Linked DNA regions of Mus musculus: region 1 is linked to region 2. A link is a contact called in public HiChIP or PLAC-seq data. All regions are on one chromosome and are shown on one strand. Each heading gives the region's core, a stretch centred on a gene start, on an enhancer-like site or on the middle of the called end of the contact. The rest is flanking DNA. Distances are from core to core; before and after follow the strand shown. Region 1 overlaps Lpcat3 (lysophosphatidylcholine acyltransferase 3). Region 2 holds the start of C1rb (complement component 1, r subcomponent B).

Region 1 (5,750 bases), core at 1,028-3,527, 100 kb before region 2:
CCTCCGTTAATTCCCTAGATTTTCATATGGGCAGTGTCTTAGTTCAGGTCTTATTGCTGTGAAGAGACACCATGACCACAGCAACTCCTAAAGGAAGCCATTTAATTGGGGTTGGCTTACAGTTTAGAGGGTTAGTTCTTTGGGGGAAGTCCATGGTGGGAAGCATGGTGGCAGGCAGGCGGACATGGTGGCAGGCAGGCGGACAAGGTGCTAGAGAAGGAACTGACAGTTCTACATCTGGATCTGCAGGCTGAGACACACTCTCTTCCAAGAAGGCCACACCTCCTAACAGTGCCACTCCCTATGGGCCTTTGGGGGCCATTTTTATTCAAGCCCACACAGGCAATCAATGAAGAATTTCAAAAATGGAGTCAATCAGGTATGATGATGCTTACCTATAATCCCAGCTACTTGGAAGGCTGATGCAGGAGGATCACTGCATGTTTGAGGCTAGACTGGGCAAGACAGTAAGTTCCAGGCCAGCCTGGGGAACTTAGTAAGACCCTGTCTTAAAAGAAAATCCACATCAAAACAAAGGGAGATAGACTGTCCTCTAACTACGAAATGTGGACTAAAAACAGGAATGAGCACTTCTAGGGGGCCTCACAGGTCTGTAGTTTTGCTAAGGTTTCGTGTCTACACTCTAACTTGACCCAATCTTGTCGGCTTTTGATGGAGGTGTGTGCCAGGAGCCTTAAGGGGCACCATTCCAGTTGGCTGCTGCCTGCTGGCTTGGAAACAGGAGTTTCCTATTCATGGGCAGTAGTCTAGAGCGGCGCCAGCGTTCTCAGTTTAGAACTGCCGTGACAGCAAAGGGAGAACCTCGGGAGCTAGAATGCATTCTCCACAGCTACAGGTCTGCCACGTCTCAAAGCAGCGTGCCAACAGAGAGCCAGCAGAACACCAAGATCTGCATGTGGAGGAATCCTTTATTTTTATAGGAAAGTCTTTATTACTTCCAAAATTACTACCCCACTTTACATACATTTTATGGCTCAGACAGGGCCACATATGGGTTTGTTTGTTTTGAGACAGGGTCTCACTGTGTAGCCCTGGCTGGCCTGGAACTCAGCAGGCTAGCTTCAAATTCACGTTGATCTTGCCTGCCGCGGACTCCCAAGGCATGTGTTACATCACCACTCCCCCTGCCATTTATGGTTTTCTTATGAAAATGCCATAACAACATGATTATTTGGTAATGAAAACACCTTTAATTGATAAAAGCTTTCTAGTCTCTCTCTCTCTCTCTCTCTCTCTCTCTCTCTCTCTCTCTCTCTCTCTCTGAGATAGGGTCTCATTATGTAGCTCTCATTGTCCTGGAACTCAGATGAAGACCGGGCTAACCTCTGCATTCCTCTGCATCCCAAGTGCTGGGATTAAAGGCATGGACCACCATATGTGGCATACCCTTTTTATTCTAGTCTAGTCTAGTCATTTTGGTTTTTTGAGACAGGGTGTGTGTGTGTGTGTGTGTGTATGTGTGTGTGTGTGTGTGTGTGTGTGTAGTCCTGGCTGGCCTTCAACTTATGAGATCTGAGTGCCTCTGCATCCCAAGTGTGGGGATTAAAGGCGAGCACCCTTTGACTTTTTATTTTTAATTTAAGTTTAGCATGCAGTTAGAATGAGACATTTAAATAGTCCACTTTAGACTTTTCAAGCCAAGATTTTTCAAGTCAGATATGGTGGCACATGGGCACACACCTTTAATCACAACACTCTAGAGCAGAGAGTCAGGTGGCCCTCCGAGTTTGAGACCAGCCTGGTCTACAGAGTTTTAGAAGAGACAGGGTTACAGAGAGAGGTCCTATCTTGAAAAATCAAACAAAAAGAAAACAAAACAACCTTTTCCTGTCAGGGCTGAAGATATGGATTAGTGCTTGAGATCCTTTGCTGCTCTCGCAGAGGATCCAATTTCAATTCCCAGCATCCACACAGAAGCTCACAACCACCTGCAACTCCAGCTCTAGGGGGCCCCGTGACCCCTGAGGGTACTTGCCAGTACACACGCGCATACGCGTGCACACACAGATGAAGGAATGAGAGGAGCAGGAGGTAACAACTGGTAGACAGTCAAAAGACACCTCACCCTCCAAAGGAAGCAGTTTCTCTTTTGCCTAAAAGCCAAAACATACTTTGGCCTCTTCCTTGCCAGAGGCCAGAGATGCCACAAGGAGTTGGGGCCTCTGATCCCTGACCTGATTCCTAAATGATTTGTGTGTAAGGGGCGTTAACAGCAAGAAGCTCGTTAAGTCCCTCTACAGTAGAAAGCAGAAGCTCGGGACTGGGTGGAGCCGCGGGAACCTAGGATAAGACAATCTTATTTGCTGGGTGTGGTGACACAGGCCTTCCTTTAATTCCAGCATTTTGGAGCTAAAGGCAGAAGGATCTCTGAACTTCAGGCCAGACAGGGCTACTTTGTGAGACCCTGTCTCCAAAAAGCCTTCACACGTTCAGCCCAAACTAAAACCTGAGCACTTAGTTAGGCCCCTCTGACGAGCCTTCCCTCTCCTTCTGCAATGTCACAGGGACCCAAAGCCTTTATTAGCATTTACTCTTCCGTGATTCTTATATAGTACAGTACATGCAAGGTGCCCATAGCGCATTCTTCTGACAGATCTTCAAAGCTATGATTTGAATGGGGAGGAAATGAGACATTACACACAGTGCACTTCAAGCCAAAGAAAACCCTCACCTAGAAATTACTGCTTTTCTACTTTTGTTCTCCACATCCCTTTCTTGTTTTGAAAACAGGGAAAGAACACATATGACACTTTCTGAATAAACAAGAGACAGGACAAGGTGTAGTGTCTTATGCTTGCTATTCCAGCTGAAGCTAAGAGAGTTTTTTTGAGGCTATCCTGGGCTACAACAGTGAGTTCCAGGCTAGCCTAGGTTACATATGAACTCCTGTCTCATAACAACAGCAAACAGATACGCTTTCATGTTCTCTAAGAAGCTACTTCTGCTTCACCTGGAGAACTCCTCCTGGGCCTTAAACATTCTAGTCTTTAATTTCTTAGCTGCTGGAAACAGACACAGACAGACAGACAGACCACACACAGAGAGATGCACACAGAGAGACACACAGAGACAGGCAGACACACAGACACCCACACAATTTAAAACCTTTAGGCATGAGAACAAACGACAGAAATCCTTTCCCTGGCAGGTGCAGCTGGGACCTAGTTCTTGTCATAGCCACAGGTCAGTTTTGTAACTGCATTAATAAATGGGACATCGGTTAAGTTATGAGTTGAGTGACGACTCAATAATCTGAGATTTGAAGAACGACAAGGCACTGCTCTGAGTTCACGGCAAGCCTATAGGCCACATGAGTTCCAGGCCAGCTTGGACTACACAGAGACTCTGCCTTAGAAAAACAGACAGACAGACAGACAGATAGACAAAGGAAAAGGAAATGCTACACTGCTCAAGATGCCGAGCTGACACAAAAAGCGAAGTTGGCAGCACTGGTCCCATGCTGCTATGAGGAAGCGCTGTGGCTGACCCTGTCATCTGGAGCTCCTGTGATGGTAATGGTGACAACACATGATCATAATCTTTTAGCAAAATACTAACAAAGAATGGCAAGGCGCACTAGCTGGCCAGTGGAGGACACTAAGCCTAAAGAATCCCAGAGAGTTGCTCTGCCAAAGATCTGAGCATACACTGATGTTTCAAAAAGTTTGAGAGCACGCAGACATCAAGTACTACAAAATAAATGATGAAAGGATTTTCACAGTCCTGAGCTCTAGGGCAGCAAGTGTAACCTGGTCTCTGAACAGGTGATCACAGCAGGGCGTGGTGAGGAAGCCTGGATCCCAGCACCTGGAGGCTGAGGCAAGAGTGACTCCACAGACTTCTTGGGCTGAAGACAAGACCTAATCTCAAAGGCTAGCAGATTACTCAACTGGTCTTGGTGCTGCGGGGCCTGGGATGCCAGATCCTCTGGAGGCTGAGGCAAGAAAAGAACCAATTCAAAGCCTTCCAAATGATATGCATATAACCTAGTGCCTAGAGCGCAAGGCTGGTTTCAAACTAAACAAAAAGTGGCAAGTGGCAGGCTAGGTGTGACAGGTGGCTGAGGGCAGATCCCTGTGCGTCTGATGTCAGCCTGGGCTGCAGGTGGATTTCAGGCTGGCCTGAGATGCGGGGGAATATCTAATCAGCTCATATATCAAACTAGTCCAGGTCTGGGGTAGCACACACACACCAGCACCCAACACCTGGGAAGTGGAGGCTGGAGGATCAGGAGATCAAGGTCACCCTGGGCCATCACAAACACATCTCCGACCAGAAGCTTCAGATGCTGAGGAAAATCAGTGGCTATGAATTAGTGTAAAGTTCAAGAACACAGACATAATAGAATATTCCTAGACTTTTTCAATTGGAAGGGCCCGTGAAAGTCATTCAGGACACGTCCCTATTTTATAGTGTGGGTCATAGTCAGAAACCCCAGTTGTTTAGTTAGTGTGATTCAATTTTAAGTTCCGTTTAGTTATCTTTGATGTCAATGCTACCCTAAGAAAGACGGCGCTGGACAACGAACAGCCTTTCCCTTGAAGGGCCGACTGTGACGCTGGTCCATAAGGAGCTGACCCACGGGCTTGGTTGATTTTTCTTTTTCTTTTTTCTTTTTTTTGAAACAGGGTTTCTCTGTATAGCCCTGGCTGTCCTTGAACTCAGAAATCCGCCTGCCTCTGCCTCCCAAGTGCTGGGATTAAAGGCGTGCACCACCACGCCCGGCTTTTTTTTTTTTTTTTGGTTTTGATTTTTATTTTTCAAGTCACTAACATTAGTGAAACCAATGCTTACTCCTAACCGCAATTTTTGAGCAGCCAGGCAAGCAGTCTTCGGCCATGACCACACCCACAGAACCCTGTGGTAGGCAGAGTGGCCATCTGTTCCATTTGGCCAGCTCTGACTTTGGATACTGAGGTATCCGTGTGCTGATTACACCTTGGTTAACCACTAAGTTGACAGAAAGGATTATGGAAGGAATTTTATTTTACAGCTCGATAAGGCTCCACTCAATCCCCTATGGCCATGAGCTCAAGACTCCTGGTAGATAAGGGCAGAGGTCTTAAGTAACTTAGCCTTTCTAGTCCCCAGCTGTTAGAAACGCAACAAGGGAAGTTACAACAGTGCTGTAATCATCTATTGATACTAGCAGGCTTCAGAGAATCGCCTGAGGACCATTTGGGGCAATGTTCAGTGGAAAGCAGCTACAAAGCCCAGTGTGGTGGTGTTCACTTGTAATCCCATCACTGGGGGTGGGGTGGGGGGGGGGAGATAGAGGTAGACGGATCAAGGCCAGCCTAGGCTACCGAGGACACCATCTCACCAAAACCAAACAGGAAAACAGTGGTAGTTATTTCTGTTACTAATAAGTAACCCCCTTCCACCTGGCTTTTAACACAGCACAGGCTGGACTCAGACTTGCCCAGTAGCTGAGGCCTACATCTTCTTCCTCCACTTCCTGGGTGCTGGGATTACAGTGTAGACGACCACCCCTGGAGCTCAAACCCAAGGCTCAAATCAACTGACGCACAGGCCCCCAGCCCTGCCTAAACCCAATTGCAAGCTCAGGTCTTAAAATTTCCTTGGAACTTAAAGTAAGACTCAAACTAGATCACAAAGCAGCAGTCAACAGTACCAGACTTTCTTTCTCCATCTCTGTGTCGGGCTATCTAGGCAGAAGATGGAGTTGGGTCCTGGCCGTCACTCTCTTGTCTACCCTGCTATGCTGA
Region 2 (5,909 bases), core at 3,140-5,639:
AGACCTCTATGATCCTGGTGAACAATGTGTCCCTGTCCCACTCAGTTCGAGATCCCAGGAAGGAGCAGGGACCTGGGGAGCCACTCGAGTAATGGAAAGAAAGTTTGAAGTCTAGCTCTACCTGGAGCTGGTCATAGGGGCAGTGCACTTGCTGGTGGTCATCAATTTCAAAAGGATCCAGGAACTTGAGGTGCACAGTGAGGCCCCTCTCCACCCGGATGCTGTAGTTGCAGCGTAGATCCGGTGGATAGGGCTGAGGGTATTCAAGGCTGGAGACATAGCCTGAGGGCTCTGTGTAGAGCTCACTGCTGCACTCAGCTATAAATGCAGAATCAGAGGGGCTGTTAGGGTGTTAGGCTGGCCCAGCAAGCCTCTGCTCTGCCTTTGCCTTCCCACCCTTCCCACTCAGCCTCACCCTGGCAGGATTGCCCATCTTTCTGAAGCTCATAGCCAGGATGGCAGGAACAGAAGTAGCCTCCAACATAGTTGTGACACAGATGTTGGCATCGGGGCTGCAAACCCTCTTCCACTGAGTTGGGCTGCGATGCACATTCATCAAGGTCTGGAAGGGATTCCAGAAGGAAGGGTTACATCCCTCTCCACAGAATTCTGGGGCGAGGTGTGCTACTGTTGTGCTATCTCTTCCTATGTTCAGAATATTTTGTGCGGGTTTTTTTTCCCCTCAAAGAGTCATGTACTAGAAGCCTGGAGACAAAGTCCACTTCTGGCCCCTTTGCCTCTCTATGTTCTCTGGGAGCTGCTTGGTGGTAGAAGAGCCCAGATGGTCAGACCCCATCTTGAGGAGAGAAATAAGGAAAGCTAGGCTTCTGGCTTCTTTGGGCTCTGTTGAGGTTTGGTCTGTTGCTTTGTATTGCAATGCTAAATACTGGTCCCCGAGGTCTGGTTGTCATTAGGGGTAAGAGAATCCTCACATCCACCAAGTGATACTGTGTGACTTGCTCTTTAATTTAGAACTGTTGGTTGAATAAAGATACCGGCAACCTATAGCTGGCCAGAAGAGAGGTAGGTAAAGTTTTGGTTCCCAGGCTTGGGGTCCAAGGAGGTCCACGATGGACAAGATAGAAGGTGGAGAGAAGAGGAGAGCAATCATGAGAATTGCCCATGAGAGCTGCCCAGTCTGAGTAAGAGCTGCCTGGATGGAATACAGCCAATCATATCTCAGGGTTGTTAACGGGGAAGTAGACGTAAGAGCATAGAGAGTTGATATCTGCCCAGCTCTATCACTGATGAAGGCTTATTATAAATACAAAAGTTTTATCTGGGAACTGAATGATCAAAGGGTAGAAATCCCCGATGGAGATTAAGAAATTACTACAACAGGGCTCAAACATGCCCCAGCCCCACTCCCATGGCTGAGGCCAGAGTGAAGGGCTGGCTGTGGGGAGCACTCACCTACAGCCTGGTAGTAGGCCAGGAAGCCCTTGTAGAACATGATGGTCCCATTCTCCTCATTGGAGAAGTCTGTGTGGAAGGTCAGCAGCATCTTGTTTCCTTGGGACATGAATTCCTTGCTTCCTGGGGGGTTGCCCAGGGGAGAATCCAGCTGCCCACAGAACCTCCCCAGTGTTTGCTTATCAGCAGAAATCTGTTGGAGGGAGGACAATGGAGAGAAGCCCTGCTAAGGAGTCTGGTCCCGTGTGGCAGCCAGAGAGACCCTCCTTGGATTGAATCCTGATCTAATGTTACTATCTGTCAGATCTGGCTGCTGTGCACACCCTCAAGTGATGCTTATGGGTCCATCTCTGTCTTTCATTAAGTTTGTTTTCTTAAGTTAGGATATCACAATGTAGCCTAGGCTTGCCTTGATGGCATTAATTAAGGCCTCTGTCTCTGTCTGTGTCGAGGGGCATGTTACAGGGGCATGTTACAGGGGCATGTTACAGGGGCATGTTACAGGGGCATGTTACAGGGGCATGTTACAGGGGCATGTTACAGGAGCATGTTACAGGGGCATGTTACAGGGGCATGTTACAGGGGTAGGTTACAGGGGCATGGTACAGGGCCATGTTACAGGAGCATGTTACAGGAGCATGTTACAGGGGCATGTTACAGGGGCATGTTACAGGGGCATGTTACAGGAGCATACATGTCAGCCCAGAGGATGACTTGCAGGAGTCAGGTTTTCCCTCCATCATGGGCATCCTTGGGATTGAACTCAGGGTTGTCAGGCTTAGAGACAAGGGCCTTTATCCACTGAGCCATCTTGCCAGCTCTGGACTGGGATTGAGCCTGTTATTCTTCTACCATCTTCCCAACTGTTGGCTAACCTGTCACCTGTCATTGTGTGCCTGGTATGTCATCTCTTTCTTGTTTCCGATAATGTGCTTTATTATATAGCCCGTGCTTGCCCAGGCCAGTCCAGAATGGTCTAAGTCTCCCTAATAACTGGGTTCACAGGACTGCCCTACTATGCCCACATTTTTATTTATTTTGTTGTGCTTTCTACTTATTTGTTTGAAAAGCCACACTCAACTCAGCCTCCTGATAGACCCAGCTGAACATGATAGTACAAATGGTACCCAGAGGTCTCCGCACCGGCCAGCATCACCTAGTGTCTTCCCTGCTTTGTCTCACAGATTCCTTACTTTGTCGAAAGCAGAAGACGTTCTCCTTGCTAGCTCTGCCGTGGGACGCACCCCTCCCTCAACGCTGCAGACTTGTTGAGTCCCCCTTGTTGGGGAAGTGTGCGGGTTTTCATGTTATTTTCTTAGCCTCCTGGCTGTTGCCTGAGCCTCATAGTGTGAGGAAGAGCACAGGCTCTGCTTGAATCCTGCCTTTTATTTTTACTGGATGTAGAAAGATGAGGCTAAGAAAGAAACCCTTTGAAGGGTACATACAGGGGTGACCAAGGTCCTTGTCTTCCCTGAAGGACATGTGACACCTTTCATATGTTTCTTTTCTTCTTGTTTTGGATGCAGTAGGTTACCATTCAGGGAAACTGAGGCATGGCTGTTTCTCAAGGCCTTATGGTTAGCTGTGTCCTAACTCCAATACATAGTGAAATCTACTGGAACAAACACCCCCATGCCTGCCCCTTTTCCTCATGAATCTCACTGAAGGCCTCAAAAGTCCACGAATACCCCCTCTATGGCACCAGCGACCCAAAACCAGCATTTCTACAGAGCTGTACAGTGATGGGGTGCAGGCATATTGTCCAGAGTATTCAGAGCACAAATTTCCAGCTTTGTTTCCCCTCCCTCCCACTCTGACGCCTACCTTAACATAGTCATAGAGGCAGCCTTCAGAAGGCTCCACGTCAAACTGCCAGAAGACCAGCTTCACCCTGTACCCCATGGGGACAGTGATCACAGTGGTTGTCTCCAAGTCACTGGGGTAAGGCTTGGGATACAGAGGGGAGGTCACCTCTCCATAGAGCTTCTGAGGGAGGTAGATGGAGCCTTCCACCCCATAGAACAGGGTCACCAGGAGGGCAAAGAGCCACCTGTCAAAGAGAGAGGCGAGTGTTTGTGGGGCTGGAGGATCAAGGGTGTTGTGTAGCACCCTTGCTATTTGAACTGCCTTAGGCAGGAATAGGATGACTAAACTGCTTGGTTCTTCCCCCATGCCCATTGTAGACTTCATAGTGGTTCTGTGATTGGGGGCATCAGCAGCCTCTGCATCTGCTGCAGCTGAGTTCCTCGTAGGTCAGTGCCCAGTCCAGGGGTCACTGGGTTCTATAGCACTCCCCATAGCCCCTGAGCTGCCTTCTCTGTCCTTCTCTTTCATGTCCTTTCCTTCCAGGGGTAGGACTGGCATGGGACCAGCTATCTGAGAGTGAAGTTTTCCAGTGATGGCTCTGCAAAGTTTCCCAAGGCTTCAGCAAGAAGCCCCTCGCCCCCGGGGAAACCCTTCTGGCGTCTGACAAACACATGTGGGGTCTGAGAAACACACGTGGGGGGATTTTCTCCTCTCTCAGAGAGTTCCCTCCCCTCACTGTTACCCTGCTATGAACCCAGTGTCAAGAAAGGAGAGGCTAGCTCAGCTCATGTCTAAGGGTCTGGACCCTGGGAGAAGGGCTGAGGAGTGACCCTGAGAAGTATGTGCTCTGGAGCTGGCAGTATGGAAAGAAGGGTATTGTATTCCTGTTCTTATTCCCCTTCTATTTTCTTTCCTTTTCTTTTCTTCTTCCTCTTCCTCTTCCTCTTCCTCCTCCTCCTCCTCCTACTCGTCCTCCTCCTCCTCCTCCTCCTCCTCCTCTTCTTCTTCTTCTTCTTCTTCTTCTTCTTCTTCTTCTTCTTCTTCTTCTTCTTCTTCTTCTTCTTCTTCATAATATGGGAGCATGTTTGCCACTTATGCCCAACTCCTATCTCCTCCCTTGGTACCCATCAGTCTTACTCACATGTCTCAAGGCCAGTTTGTTTTGGGTCCTCAGCTCTCCTGACAGAGTCTTCAGGCACTCTAAGCTGAAGGAGGGAGTAGGCATACAGGGGAGGGAAGGATTGTGGCAGTGGAGGGGGTGACCATTCCTGGAGAAATGTTTCAGGGAATGAAGCATTTGCATAAAGGAAAAAAAAATCTTGAGTTCCCAGTTTAGGTTTGGTCTTGAAATCCTCGTTGCTTGATGGCGCCATCTGGTGGTCAATGTGGGGAATGGCTGAGGCGATGGGATCTGAAGTTTTAGGGACCTGGAAACATTTTGTTTGGAGGGACAGACTCTGGGGTCTCTAAATCGGATTAACATTTTCTGGGAGACTTTCCCGGGGGCTGCTTGTTGCCCTTTATTCCAGGATCCTCGCCACAGGCATCGCAGACTGCGGAGACACTTAAAGGCTCTGCTTTCTCATTGGCTCATTTCTCACAATCACCTGGAAGCCAAGGGGCTGGGGTTTCAATGCACAGGGTGAGGTGAAGAAGAACTGGGTTGAGGAGGGCACCGGGGTGTATGGCTGTGGATATGAGTGTGGGGAAGGTGCAATGTCGCTGGACACTAAAGCAAGGCTCCGCTTTGAGCTCCCGCCTTTTGAACTTAGATCTTGTTGAAGATAGGGCAGCTGCAGAGTGGAAGAAACATCTTTTCCTGGACCTCTGGTCAGCTTGAGTCTTCTGGGATACAAGTACTTAGTGCTTCAAGCAAAGGGTGTGGCCGCAGAGGGAGAGTGACTCTTTCTTCTTAGAAGGGAAACCAGGTTCCCGAGACAGCTGTGCTGTCCACAAGGACATTGTGTCCTGTTTAAAAATTTTGCTCCTATGTCCACCAAAAATTTTATGGCACCTTGTTCTGTGGAGGTTTTGACTACAGAGCAGGTATGCCAGTTCCTGTAACTTGTTCCTGATTAGAGGAAACGTTCCTCCCTCTACTCGCTCTTCTCTCCCGACTTGTCCACGTATGGGATAATTCGTATTAGGGGTCAGCCTGTGAACTTAAAGGATCCACAACGATGGAGGCAGTCTCCCCTTGACAGTGACCTTGGCATGAGGCCGGAGAGCAGGCACACACAAGATGTGAAACGCACGGAGGTTTGGAAGATTTTCCCAGCACTGGGGCAGAAGCCTGAATGAAGGTAGTGGCTAGGAGAGAGGGAGGGGTGGGGAGGGCTTCCAAGATTTTATCAGGGTAAGATAAGGTCGGGAAAGACCAATGATGAGGGATAGGAAATGGACTAGATCAGAAGACAGAAGGAAGAGGAAATCTAGCCTAGTGAATTGCATGTTGGTATCCTAAGAAGTAGGTGTGTGTGTGTGTGTGTGTGTGTGTGTGTGTGTGTGCGTGGCTTGTTCATAACTGCGGCAGAAGGATCAGATGGAAGGGTGTGGTCCAAGAAAGCAAGTCAATTGAAAAATCTCATCTACATTGCTTCTAGGGATTCTGAGTTCTGTTCTGATGTCATGTGACTTGACCAAAAAAAATGCCAAACCTGGACCTTACCACCTCAGGTCCTGCCCCACTT

Evidence for each region. HiChIP or PLAC-seq counts read pairs in DNA pulled down with a chosen protein or histone mark.
Region 1: an H3K4me3 HiChIP or PLAC-seq map of bone marrow-derived macrophages shows a contact between it and region 2, with 2.3 times the contacts expected there. The contact joins the enhancer-like site here to the promoter of C1rb in region 2. A contact is called at or near these places in 9 of 39 promoter capture datasets (the 3T3-L1 cell line, the HPC-7 cell line, embryonic stem cells and 3 more), 1 of 15 datasets of contacts at CTCF or cohesin (the NIH/3T3 cell line), 6 of 484 Hi-C or Micro-C datasets (the MC3T3-E1 cell line, Sertoli cells, cerebral cortex and 3 more), 5 of 115 datasets of contacts at active chromatin or transcription factors (bone marrow-derived macrophages, cardiomyocytes, embryonic stem cells and 2 more) and 3 of 9 other capture datasets (adipose tissue, liver and pancreatic islet).

The regions. Positions count from the first base shown.
Region 1 is chr6:124,668,833-124,674,582 of GRCm38.p6, reverse strand. The region is part of intron 1 of Lpcat3 (lysophosphatidylcholine acyltransferase 3); the gene reads right to left. Among named protein-coding and RNA genes, the nearest start is that of Lpcat3, 8.6 kb to the right of the region's middle. Within about 2 kb of position 2,277, at least 53 of the 459 cell types and tissues checked have an H3K27ac peak or open chromatin away from gene starts, as enhancers often do. A contact at or near this core is called in the HPC-7 cell line, adipose tissue, bone marrow-derived macrophages and 2 more, where this site is marked.
Region 2 is chr6:124,568,910-124,574,818 of GRCm38.p6, reverse strand. C1rb (complement component 1, r subcomponent B) reads right to left here and starts at 4,389. Exons shown (of 11, transcript NM_001113356.1): 1 at 4,361-4,389; 2 at 3,238-3,463; 3 at 1,414-1,606; 4 at 416-562; 5 at 122-318. The coding sequence starts at 4,362.